Regions from separate parts of the Capra hircus genome. Here region 1 is linked to region 2. The links are chromatin contacts, called in public Hi-C maps. All regions are on one chromosome and are shown on one strand. The core of a region is the stretch at or near the end of the contact, and the rest is flanking DNA. Distances in the headings are between cores, read along the strand shown.

Region 1 (5,786 bases), core at 2,467-4,966, 86 kb before region 2:
GAAACTAATCAACTTACATTAGTCCCTTCGCATTAACAGAAGTTATATTGTTTGTAGACAGTGAAATGCCCACTTGAGGAACTCAACAGCTCATGGAAGCAGACATTTAGGGAAAAGGGATGAAAACTCTGGAAAATTTTATAAATATGTTCACATTCATTAAGATACAGGAGTGAAGGCAGAAGGCTAAGATAATCTGTTCTACAAATAGGACCATATTCAGGTGTATGAAGTTGTGTTTATCCGTTCATGCACTCATTCATTCATTTACTCAACAAATGTTGAGCATCTGTTATATGTCAGGCACTGTGGGGGCACTGGTAATGGAAGGATAAAGGTGTGATATCCTGCCTTCAGGGAGCTCATTGTTAATTATGTTCAATTTAATTCCCCATTTCTTGATTTCTTCTTTGAGTTCAATGGTGATTGTTGTCAGAGAATCAAAACAATGTGCTATTAATGTTCCTATCATTGGTCTTTGCTCATCACACTATAAATACCTTTCTTCTGAGGCAATTTTATGTACAAATTAAAATTTTGAAATCGTACATGACATGATTCAAGTATATTTATTTCTCTTTAAGCTTTCCACTGAGTATCTGCAACTCTGGGAATCCCAGAAAACAAACAAGTATACAGTCTCAGCAACAAATTATTCAATATGTATTGAATTATAATGACTGCGGTTTTATCATTTATATATATATATATATATATATATAATTTAAAAATTATTTTTTGGCCATGCCACATAGCTTGTGAGATCTTAGTTAGCTGACCAGGAAACAAACCTGGGCCCTTGGCAATAAGAGTGTAGAGTCCTAAACACTGGACAACCAGGGAATTCCCTTATCATTTATATTTAATCAGAATAATATATGCTGACTAATGAGTGAATATTTCACATATTGATTTCCTAAATTACAACAAAAATAATGAATAAGGAATGTACTAAAACCTAGAAAATATTGAGTTTTCATCTTCAAATACTGACCAATTCCTGAAAATGCTATTAGTAAATACTAAATGTTCCTTGAAACACCTACCTCCAAATCTATGGTCAGTCCATAGAGGCAGATCTGTGTCTCAAATGTTATGGAATGAAGCTCCTCAGTCACCATGTGACAGCCCTAAGGGGGAAAGAAATAAATTGTTATCTTACAAATGCATACTCGTGTGTGCTAAGTCGCTTCAGTCGTGACTCTCTGCCACTCTATGTACGGACTGTAGCCTGCCAGGCTCCTCTGTCTATGGGAATTCTCCAGGCAAGAATACTGGAGAGGGTTGCCAGGTCCTCCTCCAGGGGATCTCCCCCACCCAGGGACTGAACCTGTGTCTCTTATATCTCCCGCATTGACAGGTAGGTTCTTTACTACTAGTGCCAACTGGGAAGCCTTCTACAAATGTGTATAGTTGTTACCTATTATTAGATGTGCTTTTATAAAAACTAACAACTTTTTAAAGTATAAAGTATAAAATACCCTCAAACATCTTCTGTTATGGAACATTCCTTATTTTAAAAAGTTAAAGGATATACAGAGTTTGAGAAATCTTCCTTTACACAAACGAATGATATTGTTTCCAAAACAATTTCTAGCTTCAACAATTCCAGCATATTTTCATCAGTTGAAATCCAGATAAGTTGCTCTTTATTTTTACTTTTGGAAATTTGTCCTTTTGACTTATCAACTATTAACAAAAGAAAGCCAGATGTGTGTAGCTATAACAAAAACAAGTCAGTATCATAATGGATTTTTTATTTTTATTTATTTATTTATTTATTTAGAATCTTTTTATTTTTATTTTTTTAATTTTAATTTTTTATTTTTTTTTAAATTTTAAAATCTTTAATTCTTACATGCGTTCCCAAACTTGAACCCCCCTCCCATCTCCCTCCCCACAACATCTCTCTGGGTCATATTGGATTTTTTAAAAGCAATATCAAACAGGGTTAAACATGGTTAAGTGGGAAAAATATGTACTTTCCTCAGCTTCTTCCAGAAACTTCAATAAAGTAACAACTGGGGTTTTGTTTACTTTCCAATAAAATAAAACTGTAACCTAGGTCTGGGAGTGAAAGCTAGGGGAGTCTGGAGCGAGGGTGGCAGTTAGGGGCTGTGTGTTTCAGAACCAGGGGTGGAAGCACTGAGCCCCCAGAAGCTGGAGAGTGAGGGCTGAACAGGAGGGGTAGTTACTAGCCTCAGCCTAGGCAATGAGGTTCCCAACTTCCCTGACCCTGGTGGGTTTTGGTTAGTTAATACATCCAGTGCTTGCATTACTATGATTATAAAAAAAAAAATGTTAACAGCTGAACCATGTAACAGTATGATTGTATTTCCATTCTTATATTATTTTTAGTTTTTCCTGGACTTATTAGTTGCCTCAGACATTTTACTTAATCAATTTGTTTTATCTACCTGTTACTAATGTAACCCCAAATACTGAATATATTAAATAAACTAAATGCTATACAATAATATTGTAAAAAATGGGTAAAATTCATGTGTATGAAGAGCTGGTATATAAGAGCCATAGTTTAATTAAAAATAGATAACCATCAAGGACCTACTGTACAGAACAGGGAACTCTGCTCAATATTACATAACAACCTAAACAGGAAAAGAATTTGAGAAAGAATAGATACATGTATATGTATAACTGAATCCTTTTGCTGTACACCTGAAACTAACACAACACTCAGGGATCCAATCCAGGTCCCCTGTACTGCAGGCAGATGCTTTCACCATCTGAGCCAGCAGGGAAGCCCCTAATCAATCATACTGCAGTATAGAATAAAAAGTTTTTAAAAAAGAGAGCCACAGCTTAATCTTTTTCTAGGAATAATTCAGAAGTATATAAAATAAACATATTAAGAAATATCAGTATGATCTTAACATAATATTTAGAACTCAAAAAGTGATCACCTCCGAGGAGTGGGTTTGGAGCGGGAAGGAGTGGGACAAAAATTGCTGTTTTTCCCAGGATGAAATCTGACAGAAACTTGCTGTATGCCAGAACCAGCAGTACTGTCATCATCTAAGAGCTTGTTAGAAAAACAGCTTCTCTGGCCTCTTTCCAGGCCCACTGAACCAGATTCTGCATTTTAACAAGAACCCCAGGTGGAATTTATGAGGCAATTATTCTCAATATGATGTATCCACATTATGTTTAGTCTCAAAAGGGATGTAGAAAAATTGGAGATGATATAGAAAGCTTAAACGATTTAAAAAATAAGTCCTGTGGGAACATACGAGCAGAAGTGGAATTATCTAGGTTAGAAAAGTCAGGATGGGGTTGTGGGTGGCTGAGTCAGCTCTGAAAGGGAGCTCTTGCTACTGAATATAGTTAATAACAAGCTGGAGTCCTTTTGTGTTAAATTAAAAAAAAAAGTTCTAATATGATGATATGAATGACAACTACAAGAGGAAGATTTTATTGATAATGCTGCTGCTGCTGCTAAGTCGCTTCAGTCGTGTGCAGTCCCATAGACGGCAGCCCACCAGGCTCCCCCGTCCCTGGGATTCTCCAGGCAAGAACACTGGAGGGGGTTGCCATTTCCTTCTCCACTGCATGAAAGTGGAAAGTGAAAGTGAAGGCGTTCAGTCGTGTCCAACTCTTAGCGACCCCATGGACTGCAGCCCACCAGGAGGGACGTTAAAATAGGATCTGTTACTGAGAAAACTCCTCTTTCCCTTGGGCCAGAGCATTGTGGTATCTTCCAGTGCCCGGAGGTGGTTAGATTGACTCAGTGAGACTGCTTCTTCCAGATTAGTAGAAACGTGTGTTACTGAAAGTTCTTTTGAAAATTCTCTTAGACCACCCCTAAAGTTACTCACCAAACAACCAGCCCCCTTCCCCCAATTTACTTATTATGTAGAACTAAATTGTTCTTCCTTTGATTGACCATGAGATGAAACGGTCATCTGTAGGCACCAAGTTAACAAAAACCACATTTTTTTTAAAACAACAGAAAATCTCACTGCCCTCTGGGAGGAGGTGTTTACACTATGCAAAGTGAGGCAACAGAAGAATCCACAAGCCCATGGTCACTAAGGGGTGCCACTCACATTCTCACTGAGTTCAGCGGTGGAAAGGATACAAGCCCGTGCTTGTACATTTGAACAGAACATTTGAGAGGCCTGCGGCAAGCACACAGAGGGAGACCACATACCATATGTCTAAATATTTAGCCTTTATAAATCAAGTTAACAAACGTTAAAATATGGGCTAGTCTCCTGCCTCAACAGCTAAGCTTTCACATGACCTAATTGGCCAGGTTTTAACTCCTCAAAGTCCTGCTGAAATATGCTGGCCTGGGGAGAGCATGACCTTCTGGGACCACTCCCATCCTTCTTTCTTCTTCCTCTGTGAGGGGCTGACCTGACGAGTGTGGCCCTGAGGCCTCTCCTCATGCCTGGAAATGTTTGCACTGACGGTTTCATCTGTGCTTGAGAGAGCAGACCTGGGGAAAAGGCCTTGTACAGCCCTGAAAGTGGGCTTGAGGTCTTCTGGGCTGGGAATCCTGAAGCCCTGGGCTCTGGTGAGCACATGGCCTTGACTACCCAGACATCTCTCTCTGTGGGGAGGGCCACAGTGGGAGGACTGCCAAAGGGAGCCTTTGGATTTCTTATTCCTCCTTCATTCTAATCTCCGCAGTTTAATTTGTGTAATTAAATGTGTGTGTGTGTGTGTGTGTGTGTGTATAATAACAATTCATCATGGATATAATTCCCTCACACCTTTGGGTTATGGCACTTGTGTGCTCACTGGTCCAAGTGGCAAGAGTCTCTCAAAGTGTAAGAAATCAGGGCTCTGCAGAGCAGTGACACACAGGGTTGTCCATTAACTTTGGAAGAAGACTCTGTACTTTAAATATTACTTTGTTGAACTGTAATGTGGATGGTGAGAGGTTTACATAGGGATTCAAACTAATTTCCAGTGTTTGCTTTAAACTTTTGATGCAACTGTGAGGTACATTTAGAATGCAGTTCAACAAAGAAGCTGACATCAGCTTCAACATGTCTATCAACAATATACGGGACTGGAGGAAAGCAGCTCTGACAGAAGACAGGGTCATTAGCTTTCCAAGCTTGCGTGGCCACCAGTCATAGTCTTTATTATTTTATCAGTGCAGTCCAAGCTAGAGACACTATTCAATCTCACATTCCCAGGGTCCATTCCTTACAGACTGAAAATATCATAGATAAGATGTACCATTAATGTTTGTATTAAAAGCCATTTCAACCATCTGAGATGATTACAGATTTAAAATATCCATAGTTTTGATATTTATATTAATGACATTGATGATATAACTGGATTGACTGTATGGCACTTTTAAAGAAAAGTACCCACTGGATAATCTGCTAAGAAAGTGAAAAACAGGGCTCCACCTAGGGAAATATATGGAACCTAATGAAAGGCAGGTATAGATGTCACCATATTCTTTTTGTTACCTCTGTGCATGCATGTTAAGTCACTTCAGTCATGTCCAACTCTTTGCGACCCTATGGACTATAGCCAGCCAAGCTCCTCTGTCCATAGGATTCTCCAGGCAAGAATACTAGAGTGGGTTACCATGGCCTTTTCCAGGGGATCTTCCTGACTCAGGGATTGAACCCATGTCTCTCATGTCTCCTGCATTGGCAGGCAGGGTCTCTACCACTGCACCACCTGGGAAGTCCCCAATAGAGCAGGACATTGTTGTTTATCTTGCTCATCTCTTAACAAGCCATAATCTATGATAATGTTGCACATGGAAAACTATGTGGAATAGAAAACAACTG
Region 2 (5,928 bases), core at 1,393-3,892:
AACTTAAAAATAATGTTATTAACAACGATGGTACATGTTTTCTTTTCCTTTTTTTTTTTCTTTTTTTTTGGATTTTGGACAAAAACAATGTTATCCATTAAATAACTGGAGAAAAAAATTTATTTTATAATCACTCAAAGAAAACAGAAACAAGAAAATGTTTTCAATCCAAACATAATGCAGTTCTGAGCTTTTTCCTAAGGCATTCCTAAGGAAGGAAAAAGGATTCTTCCTCTACCCCAAGCCATACTTTTCTTTGTTCTAAAAGAAACGTTTGATCCACCTTCTCTAGAAAGCTTTCATTCCCCCTCAAAACCCCTCACATCTGTCTACACAGATGTGTATTCTCAACAATCTCCTTCCCTAGGCTGTGCTCCCTCTCACTATTAATTCGACTGAGCAACCTGAAGACAAGCAACAAACTAAACTATATCTCCTAAGATTCTCTTAAGGCTTTATATGTGCTGCAGCACCAGTCGCTCAGCCTTTCCAACTCTTTGCGACTCCATAGACTGTAGACCACCATTCTCTTCTGTCCATGGAATTCTCCAGGCAGGAATACTGGAGTATGTTGCCATTCCCTTCTCCAGGGGATCTTCCCAAACCAGGAACCGAACACGGGTCTCCTGCATTTCAGGTGGATTCTTCACCATGTGAGCCACCAGGGACACTTGATGTGAGGACTGCCCAATAAAAGCTTCTTTTATAATAAAACTGTCCAATCCCTTTTTATTTCAGATCTGTCTGGCTTCTAGAGTCAGTCATATTCCTAGACTTCTAGTCTCAGTCTTACCTATATAAAGAGTTTCCTGTGGACTTTTCTTTCAGTTCAAAATACCTCTGAACAAAGTAATATTTTCATTTCTCTCTGGAATGATCAACTATTGCGGGGCAAATCTTTTAAAGTCTCCTTTTAATCCGTCTCTGATGTACATCTGACAGTGGTTAAACCCTCAACATACTGAAGAAGAAACCACTTGATACGTAGTTGGCAGTGTGTCATAAAACAAAAGTCTGTGTTTCCCCAGCATAACCCCATTGTGTCCAATTTAGAAGTTTTAGACGTATTTCTTAACTCAAGGAAATGAATATGACATCTCTCCTTGAAATTACAGTATTTTATTTTTCCCAAAGTCAAATTTTTTATTGTTTTGTCACTAATTCTAGATCAAACAAAGAAACCATTTATGTGATCAATCACAATGGTGTTTCAACTTACCTTGTAGGTATATTAAGATTTCCTTTTGCTTACAGAACATTATGATGAGAAATTTCTCAGGTTTCAAAGGGAACCATTTCAGGAGCACCTTTTGTATTTAAAAAAGATTAATGCCAATGTTTTGCTAAAAGAAAGTGACTGGAAAAAATTTTTTCACTTTCCTATCACTTTATATTTACACATATAATCCTAGGCGAAAGTGCTCAGTAAGTACTCATTAAGAGAAGAATGAGTGGGTCTCTGGATGCTGTAATTGGCACAGGTGGCTAGTATTATTCTGGCTTTAAAATGAAAAAAAAAAAAAATCCGAGGGACACATAGGCAAAATGACTCTTGCCCAAGACACACAGCTCCTAAGGAACAACCTGAGGTCTCCTGACACTACACATGGTTGTCTTTCCTGATGCTGGGTGTATACACATTTGTTGCCATGCTACTATCCCCATGGCTCTGCTCTATCAGTTTATTCTAGTGAATGACAAAAGAACAGGTGCTGAGAATAGCATTACAATTGTAACAGCTACTATTGTTCAATCTCTGCTATGATCTGGATGAAAATCTATTTTCTAACTAAGAATTAACTGGACTGAACCCATCCTAAAGTTAGATCACTCCTAGTATCTGAGTCCACCCTTCAGAGAGCTGAACACAAGGCTGAACGGGGGAAAGACAGGTTTATAGACTCAGGACACTCTTCTGTTGCAGCCTCTAGTAACGCCTTCAAAGGACCTAAAAACACCTTCACTCTCTAAGGGCTAATTCTTCCCATCCCAAGAAAACTACCGAGCATTTCTTTTGACGACTGAGCGCCTGCCTAGTCTCTTTGAATGCCTGGCCCTAGAAGCCTGATAAACGGGCGTTTTGTCCCACGGCCTGGGGGCTAACGCTGCCGCTTTGGGGTTCTGTGAAAAGGGGGCGACTTGTCCTAAAACATCACTGCTCTTATCAAAGCCTCAATCACTGGCTACCTCAGTTGCGAGCTTCTGGCTGAAACCCAAGCAAGCAATCTAACGCCAGGCATGAGAGTTAAGAGCAGCTGGCTAAGAAAGTGAAGCGGGGGACCACACTCGGCGCGGACCCACCCCCCGCTGCAGCCACAGCGGTCGCACCCACTCAAGTTTACGGTTTCCGGGGCAGAGTGCCTGGAGAGACCCGCGCCACCGCGCACCTTTGAATCATGGAGTCGACCGCTTGTTTCTGAAACTACTCTTCCTCAGCTAGGACCGTGAAGTAACTGTCAACACAGCACGGGCGCGGCAAAACTTCGGCATCGTCCTGCAGAACCACGTCCTGGCCCGCCCTCCTCCAGAGAAGCCACGCCAAGGTGCGGTCTGCCTCCTTACCTGGCTCCCTCTGCCCGCGTCCCAGGCGGTGCTCAAGTCCACGGTTGGAATCGCCCTGCACGGTCCCCTAGGACCTAGCCGCTGACGCCTTCGTCAGAGAGGATTTGCATTTCTCCTCCTACTTGAGGCTTTCCTGTGCGTCAGTGTTAGAACCTCCGGTACTTTACTAGGGTCGTTTCCACCCACTGCCTATTCCAGAAACGCTGAAGAGCAGAAACAGGTTGAAGCCACCACGCGGGGCGCCCTCTCCTCATCCCCATCAATCACTCCAGCCACTCCCTGTGGCCCGAGGGTGTCAGAAGAAGTGGGTGGGTGGGGGCCACACGCTCTTTCTCTTCCGGTTTCCCCAGACTGAGAGCCCCTGCAGACTTACTTAAGCCGCGCTTAGTCGCTCAGTCGTGTCCTACTCTTTGCGATCCCATCCATGGACTGTAGCCGGCCAGGAGGATTCTCGAGGCAAGAATACTGGAGTGGGTTGCCATGCCCTCTTCCAGGGGATCGTCCCAACCCAGGGATCGATCCCAGGTCTCCCTCATTGCCAGCAGATTCTTTACCGGCTGAACCATCAGGGAAGCGCAGACTTACTTGCCCCGACCTAAATTCCAGGCTTCCCGGCTTCCTCCCTATAGACTCCACTCACCACGGCGGGAGCCAGCCCCTGGAATGAAAGGGGTGGGTCGCCAGGATGAAAACAGCCAATGGAAGCCTTCACTGTGCGCGGATTCTAACAGGGTCTGCTCACCAGCAAGACAACCTCACCCAGCGGCTGGGACCAGCTCCTGCGCAGGTGGACACCTGCCCTTACCAGCCCAGAATCATCCTCCCCTACCCATTAGCTACGCCTGGTTGCAGGGGGATGTGTTTCTCCCTTTGTGAGGTGGACTGGTTCTAGAACCCCAGAGCTGGAGGGAGCCTTGGCCTCATCTGGTTCTGACTCCTCTTTTCTATCTGAAGAGACACGGGGCCCAAAGAGGTGACCTGAGTTACTCATTGATTTACCTGTGAAGACTGGATAAGAATCTGGAGGGTTCAACTACCTCCTGAGTGCTGTTTTCTTTTCATCTCTGAGCCAGATGTTAACATCCCCTGACATGCAGTAAGAGTTCTACAAAAGTTTAGGAAAATAGACACAAAAGCAAAAACAGACGACGGACTAAAGGAGGTAGAAAGAACAGAACGACTCAATCTGTTTATGTGCATGCCTAGAGAGATCTGCCAAGGTCAAAGGCCTTGCTTCACAGCATGGTGCTAACCAGCATCACAGAGGATTCTCCTCCTCTTTCAGGAGATATCATCATGTGATTAAATTTACCACCTCTCTCCCTCACCTACAAAGAACAAGTCAATCAACCCCAAAGTCAGACATCTAAATTCGAAGTCATCATCTAAATTCATTTGTCAGGTAGAGCTGGTCCTGGCTGCTTGCTCACTGGGTGGTTTCCAGGAGCTTATGCTGCTCTGTCCCCACCTGAAGGAAGTGCCTCATCTGGGCTGTTCCAGCAGCCACGGAACAAAGACTGGTTTCCTTCTGGGGACACAGACACTGCCTATAGGAAAAAGTCCAAATTCTCGGCACCCAAAGTTCTGTTCAACTTGGTCCTAACCTCTTTCAGAAACTTCTCTCCCCCACCCTCCTGGCCCACCCCAAGAACCCATGATCTGATGTAAATCAGTCTCCTCTGCTCTCTAGATTATCCTCTCATATTTCAGTACTGATGCTCCCTTCAGCTGTAGTTTCTTCCCCAACTTGTCTACTCACTGAAATCCTCTCCTTCTCAGTAAAGATTTCACTGATGACTCCAACCCTGTAAGTAATTTTTCCCTGACTGAATTCTGATCATGTCCAAACTAATACTGTCCAAGAGAAATAAAATGCAAGCAACATATGTTCACTTTTCTAGTAGCCACATTAAAAAAGGAAAAAGCAACAATTAAATTACTTTTAATACTGTAAATAACCCAATACATATAGAATATTAACATTTCAACATATAATCAGTATAAAAAGTTATTAATGAGAGACACCATTCCATAAACAAAAGATCCCACTATATAGCACAGCAAACTATATTTAATCATATATATGTATATTATATACAAAACTGATTCACTTTGCTGTGTACCAGGAACTAACACAACATTGTAAATCAACTGTACTTCAATTTTTTAAATGTAAAGAAAAAAGACTGAGAGACAATATTCCTTACTTCATATGAAATCTTTGAAGTCTGGTGTGTACTTGCCATTTAGTTAGGAGTCTCCACATTTCAAGTGCTTAAGAGCCACATGTGGCTAGTGGTTACCATATTGGACAGTGTAGAACTAGCCCACTCATTTAACACTTTTCACTTCCTGCCTTACAACATTAGTCACATTGGTTTTGTGGGTCTTTATCATCAGTATAGTCAACTATTGAGTGACTGCTATAGAAAGCTGAGAGTTTGTTCCCTTCTTTTAAAAACCTCACCTTGGGATACTCCCAGCAGTATTCCAACTGTTTGGTCTCAAGACACCTTTATACACTTAAAAAAATCGTTAACAACCCTAAAGAATTTTTGTGTATTTCTATTCTGTATTTATTTTTAATTATTGTACTCAAAATTAACTCTGAAAAAAAGTCAAAACATCTATTCACTTAAAATTATAGTCATAAGCCCATTATGTGCTAAACATTTTAAAAGGGAAAACAAGCATATTTTCCAACAGACAGGCAAAATAGAAGATTGGCGTTGATTTACGTTTTTAAAAATCTCTTAAATGTCTTATTTGAGAAAAGACAGCCTCTTCTACATTTACTTTATTGCAAAATATTGTTTTGCTTAAAGTATCTGAAGAAAATCTGGACTCACATAGATATGTAACTAGAAAAGGGAAGAACATTTTAATAGCTTTTTCAGATAATGTTGGTATTCTTCTTTGGTACCACACCAAAACTCAACAAGTGGTAATTCCTTAAGAGTTAGTTGTATTGTGGAATGTGAAGCCGTATCAGCAAACTTTACATATACTGTTGCATTAAAATCCATTGGTATACCCTGTTTTTTGTAGTATCACACATTGTTCAGTTTGGAAAATATTGGTTCACTGAATTACACAACTCTTCCAAATGCTGACACATTTCATCATACAATAACAGAAAATCACGGTAGTTACATCACCACTGATCTCTTTAGAAAGCTATTTTAAGTATTATTGTTTAGTCGCTAAGTTGGGTCTGACTCTTTTCAACACCAAGGACTGTAGCCCACCAGCCTGCTCTGTCTATGGGATTTCTCAGGCGAGACTACTGGGGTAGGTTGCCATTTTCTTCTCCAAGGGATCTCCTTGACCCAGGGATCAAACGCGTGTCTTCTGCATTGGCAGGCA

Evidence for each region. Hi-C and Micro-C count contacts between places; a contact is called where the count stands out from the background.
Region 1: a Hi-C map of blood shows a contact between it and region 2, with 5 times the contacts expected there. The contact joins the enhancer-like site here to the promoter of STAT4 in region 2. A contact is called at or near these places in 3 of 5 Hi-C or Micro-C datasets (blood and liver).

Annotation. Positions count from the first base shown.
Region 1 is chr2:56,402,446-56,408,231 of ARS1.2, reverse strand. It overlaps STAT4 (signal transducer and activator of transcription 4), which reads right to left. Exons shown (of 24, transcript XM_005676278.3): 15 at 1,047-1,130. Among named protein-coding and RNA genes, the nearest start is that of STAT1, 30 kb to the left of the region's middle. Within about 2 kb of position 3,716, at least 1 of the 5 cell types and tissues checked has an H3K27ac peak or open chromatin away from gene starts, as enhancers often do.
Region 2 is chr2:56,315,401-56,321,328 of ARS1.2, reverse strand. STAT4 (signal transducer and activator of transcription 4) reads right to left here and starts at 2,642. Exons shown (of 24, transcript XM_005676278.3): 1 at 2,563-2,642.